Linked DNA regions of Mus musculus: all the other regions are linked to region 3. The links are chromatin contacts, called in public Hi-C and promoter capture Hi-C maps. All regions are on one chromosome and are shown on one strand. The core of a region is the stretch at or near the end of the contact, and the rest is flanking DNA. Distances in the headings are between cores, read along the strand shown. Region 1 overlaps Afap1 (actin filament associated protein 1). Region 2 holds the start of Cpz (carboxypeptidase Z). Region 3 holds the start of Ablim2 (actin-binding LIM protein 2).

The links. A called contact is a pair of places that touch in the nucleus more often than the background predicts. Capture Hi-C pulls out chosen DNA fragments and counts their contacts.
Region 1: a contact with region 3 is called in a Hi-C map of cumulus cells, with 2.8 times the contacts expected there. The contact joins the enhancer-like site here to the promoter of Ablim2 in region 3. A contact is called at or near these places in 1 of 484 Hi-C or Micro-C datasets (cumulus cells) and 2 of 115 datasets of contacts at active chromatin or transcription factors (embryonic stem cells and extraembryonic endoderm stem cells).
Region 2: a contact with region 3 is called in a promoter capture Hi-C map of adipose tissue. The contact joins the promoter of Cpz here to the promoter of Ablim2 in region 3. A contact is called at or near these places in 1 of 15 datasets of contacts at CTCF or cohesin (pro-B cells), 5 of 484 Hi-C or Micro-C datasets (the HL-1 cell line, the N1E-115 cell line, bone marrow-derived macrophages and 1 more) and 1 of 9 other capture datasets (adipose tissue).

Annotation. Positions count from the first base shown.
Region 1 is chr5:35,951,625-35,955,955 of GRCm38.p6, forward strand. The region is part of intron 6 of Afap1 (actin filament associated protein 1); the gene reads left to right. Among named protein-coding and RNA genes, the nearest start is that of Afap1, 60 kb to the left of the region's middle. Within about 2 kb of position 2,582, at least 40 of the 459 cell types and tissues checked have an H3K27ac peak or open chromatin away from gene starts, as enhancers often do.
Region 2 is chr5:35,523,192-35,527,379 of GRCm38.p6, forward strand. Cpz (carboxypeptidase Z) reads right to left here and starts at 2,435. Exons shown (of 11, transcript NM_153107.2): 1 at 2,242-2,435. The coding sequence starts at 2,344.
Region 3 is chr5:35,756,466-35,761,145 of GRCm38.p6, forward strand. Ablim2 (actin-binding LIM protein 2) reads left to right here and starts at 1,415. Exons shown (of 22, transcript NM_001177696.1): 1 at 1,415-1,595. The coding sequence starts at 1,586.

The sequences.
Region 1 (4,331 bases), core at 1,332-3,831, 200 kb after region 3:
CTTCCCCTTTGGTCTGGCTTCTTTCTTTCTCGGTCCCCTCCAGTTCCCCGTGTCGTCCTCGTTTCTGATTTGTTTGGTCCCTCTGCTGCTGTGTTCTAATTTTGGCTTTGGGATCCATCTTATTCTGCCCAGGCTGCTCCCCAAGATGCCCCAGGTGGGGTGGCCTTGAAAAGCAGCAGTTTATTTCTGAGCTCTGGAGGCTGGAAATTGCAAGTCAGGGTGCCTGGGGATTTGGTCTCTGATGAGATGTCCTCACTGTCCTCCTGTGTAAAGAGGGTGGTGGCCACCTGCAGTCTCTTTTATGCAGGCACTGATAGCAGACAGTAGGGCTCTACCCTGTGACCTCATCACAGCTCAAGTGTTGGACCTCCTACTGTGACTGTGTTGGAGCTGAGGGGCCCATAGTTTTAAGCCCTAGAATTTCTAGATGTTTCTTTTTTAATCTGGAATTGTCTCTTTTACAGGTTTAAATTTCTCATAAAATACTGGTCTAGCTTTTACCTCTGAACAGGACAGGTATGGTGACTCTGACCCTGATTTTGACCTGAACAGGAAGAGCATGGTGGCTCTGACCCTGAGTTTTGCTGGAGCTTGGAACTTACTCTCTTGTCTATTGTGTTTGTTCGACACCCATGCTGGTCATGGTATTTGGAAAGAAAATACATTGAAATAATTCTTACAGCAACAATATTGGGTATAGCTCACATAACCACAAATACAATTCTATGATGCTTTTGGGTTTCCACGGCTCTTGGAAGTAATTCTGTAACTATAGCTGCTCCTCCTGCCTTTTGGAAGAAGCTGTGCGTGGTGTCTGCTCATCTTCCCAAGGTTTTAGTTCACGACGTCCTGCAGTGAGGGCAGGGCTGGAAGAAGATGCCATCTACTTGGGCATCTATGACCATGGTGTCTGTGACTTGCAGTTTATGGGCCACTCCTTCACTGCTGTAACAAAACAACCTGGCCAAAGGGACTTAGGGAAGGAAGGGCCTGTCTCAGCTCACTGTTTGAAATTCTCCTTGGTGGTGAGGGTGGGGCGATGGGCATGAGGTGCGCCTGTAGCCAGGAAGCAAAGAGGTGTGTTGGTTGGAGCTCAGTCCACTTCTGCTTCATCAGCCAGGCCTTCAGCACATTTAGAGTGAGTCCCCCCTCTTCAGCTAAGCCTCTCTGGAAACATCCCACACAGATGCCCACAGTTGTGTCCCAGCTGATTGTAAAATCTGGCAAGGTGAACTGTCATCCACTGTATCTGGGGAACCGTGAACCTCGATTCCCCATGGCCCCCAGGAGCACACAGTCAGACTCCAGGCCCACAATGATGCTTTGTGGGCCGCCCAGAGAACCACACAGAGGTGGCCTGTTCCACTCTGTCAGCAGCGGCTGTGGTGTCAGCAGTGGCCTGTGGCTTGCCTGAAATTGTGACATTCAGGCTGGGGAGGATTTTTTTTCTGGGTTCCTCCCATGTAAGCCTCAGGCTCCGGAATCTCTTCTGGGAGTTTGTGAGAAGGAGAGCCTCACTGTGCTGCAGGCTGATCCATATCAATGCAGGCCCTCCAGAGCCTTTGAGGTTTACAGAGGCATGGGCGTCTGATTGACTCATGCTGCCTCTGTGTATGTGCATGTGCGTGTGCGTGTGCATGTGTGTGTGTGCCTGTATGTGTGAGAGAGATATACACAGAGACAGGGAGGGAGGGAGAGAAGAGAAGAGAAGAGAGAGAGAGAGAGAGAGAGAGAGAGAGAGAGAGAGAGAGAGAGAGAAATGCACACACATATGGCGGCAGCAGAGGACAATCTCAGATGCTGTTCCTGTTCCTCAGGTGCCATCTGCCTCACTTTTCTGAGACAGGGCCTCCTCCTTGCCACTGCCCTAGCTCACAGAGATAGTTAGGCTGGCTGGCCAGTGAGCCTCAGGGATCCATCTCACTGCCTCCCCAGAGCTGGGGTTACAAGCACACGATGTTGCACCCAGCTTTTTTTATGTGGGTCCTCACCCTTCTCACCCCAGACACTCGTGCTTCCTCATCCTGACACTGCTTGTAGTTTCATTTGATGCCCAAGAGGTCGAGTCTTAGGCCATTGTGTAGCTCATTGTGATGATCTACCGTGGTCCATCTAGGCATCAAGGTCGGTTTTCTGGCTTGATGGAGGCTTCGCTTTTGAGTGATGGACAGCTGGCCCTTCCCTCTTTTTATCCTTCCTCCTGTAATTTGTTTTTTAAAACTAATTTTTAAAACCTTTTTATTGGTTCTTTGTGAACCTCGTATCATGCTCCCCAGTCCGCCTCATCGCTCCCTCTACCCCCTCCTGTGGTCTTAGCCTGTCCGTTCACTAAAGGAGAGAGGGGGCAGTTGTGCAGTGGGCGGCCTTCCTGGTGGCTCTTTCTTTCTCTGGGTTCCTCTCCTGGCTGCCTGGACTCTCCTTCCATGCTTGGTGTTCTCTGTTCCTTAAGGAGCGCTGGGTAGGAATGGCTTGAACCATGGTGGCTCCCGCTCACCCTCTGGTCTGCAGCGTGCTAAACTCCCAGCTCCCTTCTAACTGCTTCACATCTGACATGAAGTCACTCCGAGGCCTTGAGCAGCTGGCGAACAGACCAGAGAAACAACACGTTTCAAGATGCTGATGGACTGAAATGACCTCATATCCTCCCTCCCCCCTGTGCGAGCTACTTGCAAACAGAGGCGCTTAGCTAATTACAGCATGACGACTCCACTCATGAATGGTAGTTAATTGCGAGGAGTTTAATTTTAGTGTATTTCTTACAAGGGATGTAAATGATACCAGGCGAGAGAGATCTTTTTCTGAGGAGTTTGAATTGATTGCTCTGTTTTAATGTTTGCTCTTTTACTCCTGCAGTAGCAGAGCTTGAGGAGGTCTACCCATGAAAGTCAAAATGATTACCCAGCACTCAGCCCTAAGGAGTGCTCCCCCCAAACTCAGGGAGCATTGTGGAGGAGTGGGTGGGAAGACTGGATAATCCAGAAGTAGGGTGGGGGGCTCACAAGGCCCCACTCCCCCTTGAGGGATTATAGTTAAGGTCTGCCCATGGGAAGGGTGTGGTACCGAACTCTTTTTTTTCTGAGGATCTTTAAGCAGTTAATGGTTGCCCCAGGAGGGAGGGACATTTTCTTCAGTGATGAGCCACTGGTCCCATGCCTCTGCGCCTGTGAGTCACTATGCAAGCTTCTGTAACTAACCCTGATAAAACTCACTAGGTCCCAAGGTAAAAAACAGATGTGGGGCAAGTTAGGAAGAGAAGGGCCAGCTGGGGAGGGGAAGAGGAGGCAACAGGGTGACTATGGCAAAAATTATCTACATGTGTGACACGCGCTCACTAAGAAATCTATTGTGTATCATTAACATTAATATATGCTAATGAGTCAATGACAAAAAGGTATCAGCCATAGGATCCTAATTGTCTCAGCCTAGCAGAGCCTAAGATAGTCTAGCTCCTTCCACATCCACCACTGGACAAGTTACTTTATCAGAACCGTGATTTTAACTATTGTAATTATTATTATTATATTGTGTGTGTTCATATGTGGTGGTGGGCATGCTGAAGGGCAGAGGACAACGTAATTTCTCTTCTTCCACTGTGGGACCCTGGGCTTGAACCCAGTTTGTCAGGTCTGTACAGTGGGTGCTTTTCCCTGCCGAGCTGCAGAGGGGCTGGAGGTTTTAAAAACACGACTCTGAATCATTCGTATTTGTTGGGAACCTGAAAGACTTTATTTATTTATTTATTTTTGCTTTGTATTTTTCTAAATGCTGCCCTATGCTGATAGGATTGAGACATGCCCTTGCTAACTCTCCCTGCTCAGGGAACTTCTGTTTTGGTGTCTAGAACCACGAACTCCTGATTCTCTTGAAGGGACAAGGAGAAGCGGAGGGGGATGGGATGATGGGTATGAGCCTCCATCCTTCATTTCCTTTTACATCATAGAAGTGGGTGTTTTGTTGTTTTAACAGGGGAGGGGCTGGAGAGATGGCTCGGTTAGGCGTGTACGCTGCTCTGGCAGAGGACCCAGGTTCAGCTGGAAGCACCTATATACGTGGCTCACAGCTGCCTGTAACTCCAGCTCCATTGGGAAATGACACCTTTGACCTCCACAGACCTCTGCACTCACATGCATACACACACACAGGCACACACAATACATACAAGTAAGATAAACTAAGTCTTTTTTTAAAATTAAATAGAAAAAATTGAAAGCCCATTTCCTCTAGCACAGGCCTTCTGAAAATGGACTTCCAGGAAGTGTAGAACCACCATCTTACTCTGCTTTCTGAGAAGCCAGGCCTGCCCACCGCCATGGTTCTCGGGTTTGGTGTCA
Region 2 (4,188 bases), core at 1,185-3,684, 230 kb before region 3:
CAACACATCCTGAAAAACTCCAGATGCCTGAACCTACAGCTCCTTAGAATATATAGAGCCTGCTGCAGACTCTAAAGCCACTCCATCCTGTCTGATAGCCACACACTGAATGTGGGTGTCCAGGGCCCAAGACCAGAAAGTAGAAACCAGCCGCCACTGTAAGTGGAAAGATCCACAATAAAATTCAGACTTAGTGGTTTTAAAAGAAGGCGACTTGTTCTGTGATATCATGTTTTGTTTTGTTGATCAAGTTTACCCAAGCTGGGGAGAGAGAACCTCAACTGAGGGAGGGATGGCCCCCATCAGATTGCCCGTAGGCAATGTGACGATTTTCTTAGTCAATGATTGATGTGGAGGGTTTGGCAACTGGGGACGGTGCCACCCTAGGCGAGTGGGCCTGGCGTGTGTAAGCAATAAGCTAAGGAAGCCATGGGAAGCCAGCCAGTAAGCAGCATGCCTCTGTGGTCTCTGCATCAGCTCCTGACTCTAGGTTTCTGCCTTAATGTCCCTCAGGAGGTGTAAGCCAAACAGACCCCAAGTTGCTTTTGGTTGAGGTGACTTACAACAGCAATAGAAAGCAACCTAGATCATATTCCAGTCATAATTGTATGCCAATGAGGAAATATTGAGGTAATCTTTCAGATAATTGGATTTTTTTACATTATTATTCTCTTTCCTTCTTAGCGGTCCACATGGCTTACCAACATCACCCACAAGGTGGCAGCATTTCTTCAAGGCAGGGACAGAAGCTGCTCTTAGTCCAGCATTCCCTTTTCAACTGCCCGGCAGAGTGGTCAGAGCGCCCTGGGATAGAGCAGGATGCCTGCCCCCAATCACGGCAGAGTAAAGGACTCAGGCTGTGAACCCAGACTCAGGCTCAATGAAGAGTCCTCCATCAGTGAAACGACTGAGCTGAGAGGTGTCCACCAGGCTTGCTCCAAGCCCCTGGGACATAGAGATAGGGAGAAGGTGGGGTGTGTGGCCACCTTTAGACGTGCAGCCTGGGTGGAAGTTGCCGGGCTGACCCAGAAATTTCCAGATCTGAAAGCCTTCTAAACTTCCATGCATGTGCCTATAGAGGAAGACTGGACCCAAAGTTGTCCCTCCCTCCAGAAATATTCCCTGATGTGTCGTGGTTCTCAGCCCAGGCAGGGACAGAGCTCACCTGCGTGTCCTGTCTCAGTGAGGAAATGGGTGTCTGTAAGGCAGCCTTGGGCTGGGGCTAGTACTCCTGGTGCGGAGCAGGCCAGGAAAGGCTTCCTGTAGCAGGTTTTGAATCTATGCATTTTCTGGGATACCAAAGGTTCAGAGAAAGGCCCTCCACTGAAAGTTCTAGCAGCGCTCCACAGCCATGCTCTGCACACAGGCCCAAACATGCTTGCACATGTACACACTTGCCCACTGACCTGTATTTTACTTGTCTATCCTACAGGAGGATGGATAGAGGGCTGGGGGAGGCCAAGGGTAGGGAGGAAGCCCCAGGCTGAGGGCAAAGAAAAGAGGCATTGTGTAGCTGGAGCAGACAGCCTCTCAGGTGACCACAAATCTTAGCTCTTAAAATTCTACAGCTGATACCATGGGCTCCAAAGACCCTAGGGGCTCCGACTAGACTCAGGTGGCTGTTGTTGATAAAGACATAAAGGATGTGAACTAAATGTATCCCCAACCAAATAAGAGGGAAACTGGAGCCCAACTTCTGGAGGGGCAGAGGCACCAGAACGGAGTCCAGAACTCCAAACCCATCCTCAGGACCCTCCGTTGTGATCCCTGGGTGTCCCTCCTTCTCCCTGTCCTATCCCTGCCGAAACATTCCACCCTTCTCAGGGCTACTTCCGGAAATAAAAAGTTATCCTCATTGCAGCCAGGAGTTTTGAAGTCAGGAGTCTGCTGTGGCCAGCACCTACCCATTCCTGGAAGGACAGGGGACTCAGACCGCCTTGTCCTGAAGTCCTGGCACCTGCTCACTCTGACCTACTTTCGGATCCCACCAGGCCAGGTGCCTGCTCTGCCGTGGCGGTGCTGGATGCCTGCAGCCGAACCGTCTCCCCCGGGGTCTCTGGCTCAGATGCTGAGACAGCTCAGTGCCCCAGCAAAGTTTTCTGTACTGGCTAAGGTCTCAATGTGGCACCTTCAGGATATTCTACCCAGGTGACAGAATGCGACCTACAAGGAGAGAAAAGTTCCCAGGTGGCTGGAGAAAGGGGTATCTAAATCTACCCACAGGGGCGGCTGGGACCCTACCGGAGGGGTCGGGTCCAGGCGAGCAGCTGGGGCTGGGGCGCGCGGCAAGGGCCAGCACGGCCAGCGCAGCCAGCGCGGCCAGCAGCAGCGGCATTGTCGGCATGGTGGGCACAGATGCACGGATGCGCGGGAGGGCGCAGTGATGTGGCACTCGGGGAGCGCGAGAGGCGCTGCTGGGCCCTTCGGCTGAGGAGGGGGGGAGGGGTGAGGAGCGGGCTCAGGAGTCGGGTTACAACCGGCAGCGCCAGACACTGGAGAAGGGATTCTAACGGGGAGGAGGAGGAAAGGCAGATAAAAGCCAACCTGCCCCCTAACCCTCCAGGAACTCCGCCTCCTAAAGAAAGGGACTTGCCCTCTTATGGGAGGCTCTGGGGAGCTAGTCGTCAAATGCTTGCTGATTTGGCCTAAAGACTTTGATTTGTGGGCGGGTGGAGACAGCATCAGAAGTAGAGATGGGTCCTGGCCCAGAGCTGACCCCAGCTGGAAGTGAGCCAGGCCTTGGTCAGAGCCAGCTAAATGAGGTTGACTGGGTCTCTCATGCCTGTCCCCTGTGTGGATTCTCTCCCAGGGAAGCTGCGTGTGGAGCCAAGGTGCTGGTACCATCGCACCCCTGCCTTGATGCTGTCAGTGCTCTGATCCTCTGTGTGGGGCTGTGTTCCAGAAAAGTCCCCCGAACTTTGATTCCACCACTTGCAGGACCCAGCAGGGACCTAGCTCAGAGGACCTTCCTGAAGGATTGTGCATCTACCCCAGAAGGTGGCCTGAAGGCAATGTCATGAGGTGGGGAGGCAACAGCCCACTGGTGACCAAACTCTAGAGACTCCTATACAGCTGGTCCCCAGCCCTCGCCTTCCCCCACTTAGAACTCACTGGGTAGATCGCTAAGGCTGCCAGCACCCAAGGAAAGATGGCCAGGAGCTCTGTGTGCTCTCCTTCTAGGCCTTACCATTTGGTGCAGGACAGACCCTGACACAGATGTCTAGCTCTGTGCAAATCTGCCTGCCAGCCCCTTCTCACTGCCCCACTGCTATGGTCCAGTCAGTGTGCACATGTCACAAGCTTGGGGACAATACCTGTGGGACACCAAGGTAGCACTTAGTAGAAGTATTTGGCCCAGATGACATTTGGGGCCATATGCCTTCATGGGCATCCTTTATCAACTGTCCTGGATAGCTGGAGGCTGTGGACAAGCCACTTAGCCTTGGGTGAAAGGTTATAGTCTGTCACTGAATGAGATCCTCCTACTCACAGGGTGCACAGTCCACTTCCATAGCTCTTCAAGTCAGAGCCCTTCAAGGTAGCAGGGCCATACCCACCTCAGCTCAGCTTTTCCCTTGCAAGGGCACTTATTGTCACACCCTCCAGTCCAGTCCGCTTGACAGGCTGAGAAGCCTAAAGCCACTCATGAGGCAAAGAGTTTCATAGAAACTCACCTCCTGGAGTTTTGGTGTTATCATTTACCCACATACTCATACTCTATTCCCGCGTTAGTCTGGTGTATGGAACTATGAGTTCTCTTTTAACCATAAAAGAGCCAGGGAATCCCACTGAGATAGAAATCTTTAGTACAGGCTACATTGCATATTAGAAGCAAGTTGGTGAATTCTCCTGACAAATGAAGATTCTCCAGTTACTTAAAAGTTACACTCATATAAGAATTTAGCAAGGCCTAGGAATTAGGGGGGTTGTGATATTGCATTATTCTTGAGGTCTGCCAAGAGCAGTACCCCCTGGTGCTAGCCTTCACAAGGTTCAAAGGTATAACACTAGAATGTGAAATCCTTACCTGTCACTAAGCGACCCTAGGCAGGACTGCTTTATCTTTACTGTAAACATTTACCTGGTTCCTGTAAGTCCCTTTGTAGTCATTCCTTTGTTTTGTATCAGGTAACTTCAATGTACCTTGCCTGCTGTGACTTCTGACCCCTTGTATTTTCTGTACTATAT
Region 3 (4,680 bases), core at 165-2,664:
TGTTTCTTCAGTAAGTATATCTCCAGTGCCCGTCGCAAGCCTGTGGGAGGCACTGGAACAGCACTATGAAATAATATCAGAATACTCAAGGATCTCAGAGGTTGCTAGGACACATAAGCATGAGCTTGCAGGCTCCTAAGAACTATCCTAAAGGATAGGGACTGTCCTTAGGTCTAACCAATGGAGGCAGGTGGAGTCAAAACACATTTTTGGAGCATGTAGAAACTAGTTTCCATTAGCAAGGTTTCTGGGCAAGAGATCCCAGAGGCAGCCCGTTCTTTTGTGGGCATCTGAGACTGGAAGTACAGCTGCCAGCAGAGTCTCTTGGTTTATAGGATGTAAAGAAATGTGCTGTTTCCTCGGGGCTTCTCCTCTTTACCAGAGCCTTTGGCCTCCTGGTCCCCTTTGAAATAGATGGACAATACTGATCACTGGGGAGGAATTTCTGCTTCTGCCTCAGTAGTACATGGAACAGCCCTGACCTGGGCCAAACGTCCCTGGCCTGTGCCTGTTCATGCAGTGGCAGATCCTGTATGTTCTCATTCTGGGCCCTGCGCATCCGTGCTCCCTCATCTCTCTAGGCTGTCTTCTTGTAGTCTCTTGTGCCCACCTGTTGTCACCACCGATACGAGGCAGGATCCACCTGCGCCTCCCTATGCTTTTCTTTCAGTCTGTTTTTCCACGCCCTGCGCTGGACGCCTGACGTCACAAGGGAATCGATTAGCGTATGGGCAGGATGGTGAGAGGGCAGGATGTGCCAGAGCCTCCTCAGTGTGCACCGCCTAGCGTCAGCCGAGCCGGGAGAGCGTCTGGGGCATAAGGCGAGGCTGCCTATCTTTGGAGTCCAGACACCTGCGTCTGGATCCCAACCCATTCAGACTTCGCCGTGTGTGTGTGTGTGTGTGTGTGTGTGTGTGTGTGTGTGTGTGTGTGTGTGTGATTAAATCCAGACTTCGCCGTGTGTGTGTGTGTGTGTGTGTGTGTGTGATTAAATCCTGTTCCTGCTTCGCTATCCCGCTTCTCCCCCTCCGCTTCAGTTTCCCCTTTTCTGTGCATTGGTAAGGAAGGGAAGGTCTATTGCTGAGACCTTCCATCACTCTTGTAGAGTTGCTCCAAGATCGCTTTTCCTTGGGCCTCCTTCTTTGAGAGTCCAGTGCTGAGATGAGCTACAGTCCTACACGCCTCCCTTAGACCCTGTTGACAGCTCTGCAGAGCTCTCGGAGCAGGTGCAGGAGGGTACCTGCGCTACCACCAGTCTGCGCCTGAGCGGAACACACAGCCTGCCGGGATTTGTAGTCCGCACGTCCAACTGCGGTGGCGCGCAGGCGGGCAGCCGGGGCACAGCGCCTACACTTCCCAGGATGCGACCCTCCCGCGGCTCGACAAGGGGCGTGGCCTAGCTGAGGGGCGGGGCAAAGGGGCGGGGCGGGAGCCCCGAGCTGCGGTGGCGCTGCGGGCAGCGGGTACTGTGTGCGCCGAGCCGCTGGCCTCAAGCGTGCTGAGGATCCTGCCAGCGCCGCACCTGCCCGCCCGGTCCTCGGGCTGTCGCAGCGCGGGGACCACCCTACTGGGAGCTGCCGCTGACATGAGCGCAGGTGAGAGCTGCGACCCGGAATCCGCGGGTTCGTAGCGGCAACCTCAGTAGGGTCTCGAGGACTGGATACACCTGCAGTGCGTAGCCAATTCCTCTAGCCAATTCCTGAGCCCAGCGGCTCCACCCAACTTTTTCTCCAGGGTGTGCAGCCCCGAAAGGCCGGCCTGCAGCCTCTGTCTCTAAGCCGGGGGCGCGGAGCGGCATATGCCGGAATTTCTTCCCACCGTGCCAGCTAGGGTGGCTGCGCAGGGCTGTCTGGCGGGCGTCACTCCTTGCTTCTCGTGGGGGTCCCAGGTTGCTTCAGTAAAGGGATCCAGGTCCCGGAAAGGGGCTCTGGGTCGCCGCAGTCCTAACCGTAGAGAGAGGTGTGATGACAGGCGGAGCTTTGCAGCAGGGGACTCCGCCCTTGCGCGGTTCCCGCAGAGCCTGGGTGGTGGCGTCTGGCAGACCCTGAACTCCCCAGGTTCGCCGTTGCAGATCTGAGTGCTAGAGCCTGTATGTGTGTCAGTCCCGGAGCTGTCTGTGCGCTGTTGTCATTATAGCCCTTCAGTTCTGAGCGTCTCAGCCCTACCTCTCTCGCCGCACCCACCCACAGGGATCTGACCGCCTCTGTGTGATGCTGGAAAATCCCACGTCCCTGCAACCCAGCAGCGCCTGTGCTCAGAAGGAAACTGAGATCTAGAGCTGGGAGGCCTTGGCTCAGGAAGCATCTGTACATCATCTCAGAATGCACCCATCTGACAGCCTCAAGAGTTCCGCTTGCAGGGAGGGCTGATCCTTTCATTCCTCAAGAGAGAGGGGTTGGCCTCCATTTTCAGGAGCCATGGGATGACCAGACTTCAATGACTTGAGCTCTGACAAGTGATAGGGATTTGAACTCAAGGTTCCCTGACTCCAGCATACTCCCCCTAACCCCCAAGCCAAAGTTACTACTAGCAGCAGTGTGGCCCTTGGCTACATTGCATAAACCAATGGGTACAGCAGCTTCCTCTAGGAGAAAGTGGACAGGGAGGGAATGAGCTTGGAAACAGCTCACTGTAGGCTCCTAGCCTGAAGTACCTCCTCCCAGGGGACTGTCCCCTCTCCCTCCTAGCTAAGGAAGGAGGGGCTTCTACCATGGATGTTGAGAGTAACTGAGAGCAAGTGGTATGGGAGGCGGGATCCCTCCTGAGATGTGGGTGTAAGGAGAGGGCATCCTCAGACTTGGCAGGACCTCCAGACATTTATCTGATGGCGGTGGGGATAATGGCTGGGTGTGTGCGGGTTAATTTCATGCTTTCAGGACATAATTGATACCTCTGTGTCTCCTGTAATCAGGGGCCCTCAGAGGGAGCACAGGTGCCCACACTTTGCATTTGTATTTGTAGTGTTTGTCCCCAGGGGAGGAGGGCTGGGATTGTTATGGCAAGGAGACTGGGGTTTGAACCATGGCGTGTCTGATGGTCTTTGCACTGGGACACCTTCCCAGTTTTGGCCTGCTCACCTGGAACTTCGGTTCCCCTCTAAGCAGGAAAACCCCACATGCAGCAGCCCCTCAGGAGTGTGGATGGTCATTGCCATTGCTGGGTGCTCTGGGCTCCATTTGGAAATGGAGCACAAGTGTTGTCTGGCCCACCTGTGGATCATGGCTTAGCTTTGGCCAGCCTAATGCATGCACAACAGAGATTCACCCTCATCGACAGAGGAGAGCGGGAAGAGACACATGGGTCCCAGTGTGGCTGCTGTGTACATATGGCAGGTCAGGGCTTTCATTGTCAACAGGGAAAGATTCCACTGTGCCACCCCTGGGATGACTGGCACCATTCTGGAACCTGGCATGGATGAGTGTCAGGGAGTGATACTGGTCCAGATGGGCAAGTGATGGGAGCCCCTGGCAACCTGTACTATGTCCTCGGCTAGAAGTTCCTTCCCAATTGTGGTGGGGACAGAGTGGGTGCTGCTGGGGTGTGACAGCACAGTGCTGCCCCATGCTAGTTCAGGTGTGGCACAGAGGCCTGTGAATGCCACCCTGGCTGTGGCTGCCTGTTGATTTCAAGTGACCAGGGAAAGAAAGGCTTACAGAGTGCCACAGGAAGGCAGTAGAAGATGCTGTTCCATGGCATGTGGTCTTGTTCTAAATCCAGTGTACTAGTCATGCTCTTCTCTGTGCCTCAGTTTCCCCAGATGTATGGAGGGAATCTCTACAGTTGTGTGTGCAGTGTAAAGTGAGCCTGTAAGGTGGTGTTGGGAGTGAGGCTGCACTGCAGCCCGTGTGGCCACAGCAGGATAAGGGGGCTAAGATCCAGGAGTGGATATGATGGACACCGTGCTAGCTCAGCCATCATGCACTGGGTCTCAAAGAAGGCTGTGTACTTGCTAAGATATACCTGGAGGTGGCTGTAAGCCTGGCTGAGCTGAGGTAGAGGAATGTGTGTGTGTGTGTGTGTGTGTGTGTGTGTGTGTGTGATTCTGTAACTAAGTACCACAGACCAAGGGGCTTTATGAGAGAAATCTATTTTTGGACAATCCTGGAGCCAAAGCAACCAAAATCAAGGCATCTGCAGACTGATTTCTTTCTCCTTGGCTCGTAGACAGCATCCCCATCCTGTGTCCTCACAGAGTTGTCCCTCTGTGTGCCTGTGTCCTGAAATCCTCCTCTTCCAAGAACGCCATGCTGATTAGATGAGGGTACATAAGGCTCATTTCATCCTAATGACCACTGTCAAAGCTGTGTCTCCACATACAGCCAGTTTAAGGTGCTGCGGCCAGGAGTGCATTGTGGGAATTCCGGTCATAACAGCTGAAGGACTGGGAACCCGGCTCAGCCACCTTTTACTCCCGTGGCTGCCGTGTAAGCAGCTGGATGGGACCCTGCCGTGTAAGCAGCTGGATGGGACCCGGGGTTGCTTTGGGTGCACCCACCCCCACTCAGGACACTGGGGCCTGGAGAAGGACAGGCACCCATCCCGGGTCAAGGAAAGTCCTTTGTGCATCCAGAAGCAGCCTGGCATTCTAATACACTTGGAATGTGGCACTCACTCCTCCTAGCCCAGGAGTGGGCAGCATGTGGCCATACGCTATCTGCCTGCTTGGGTACCACTAACATA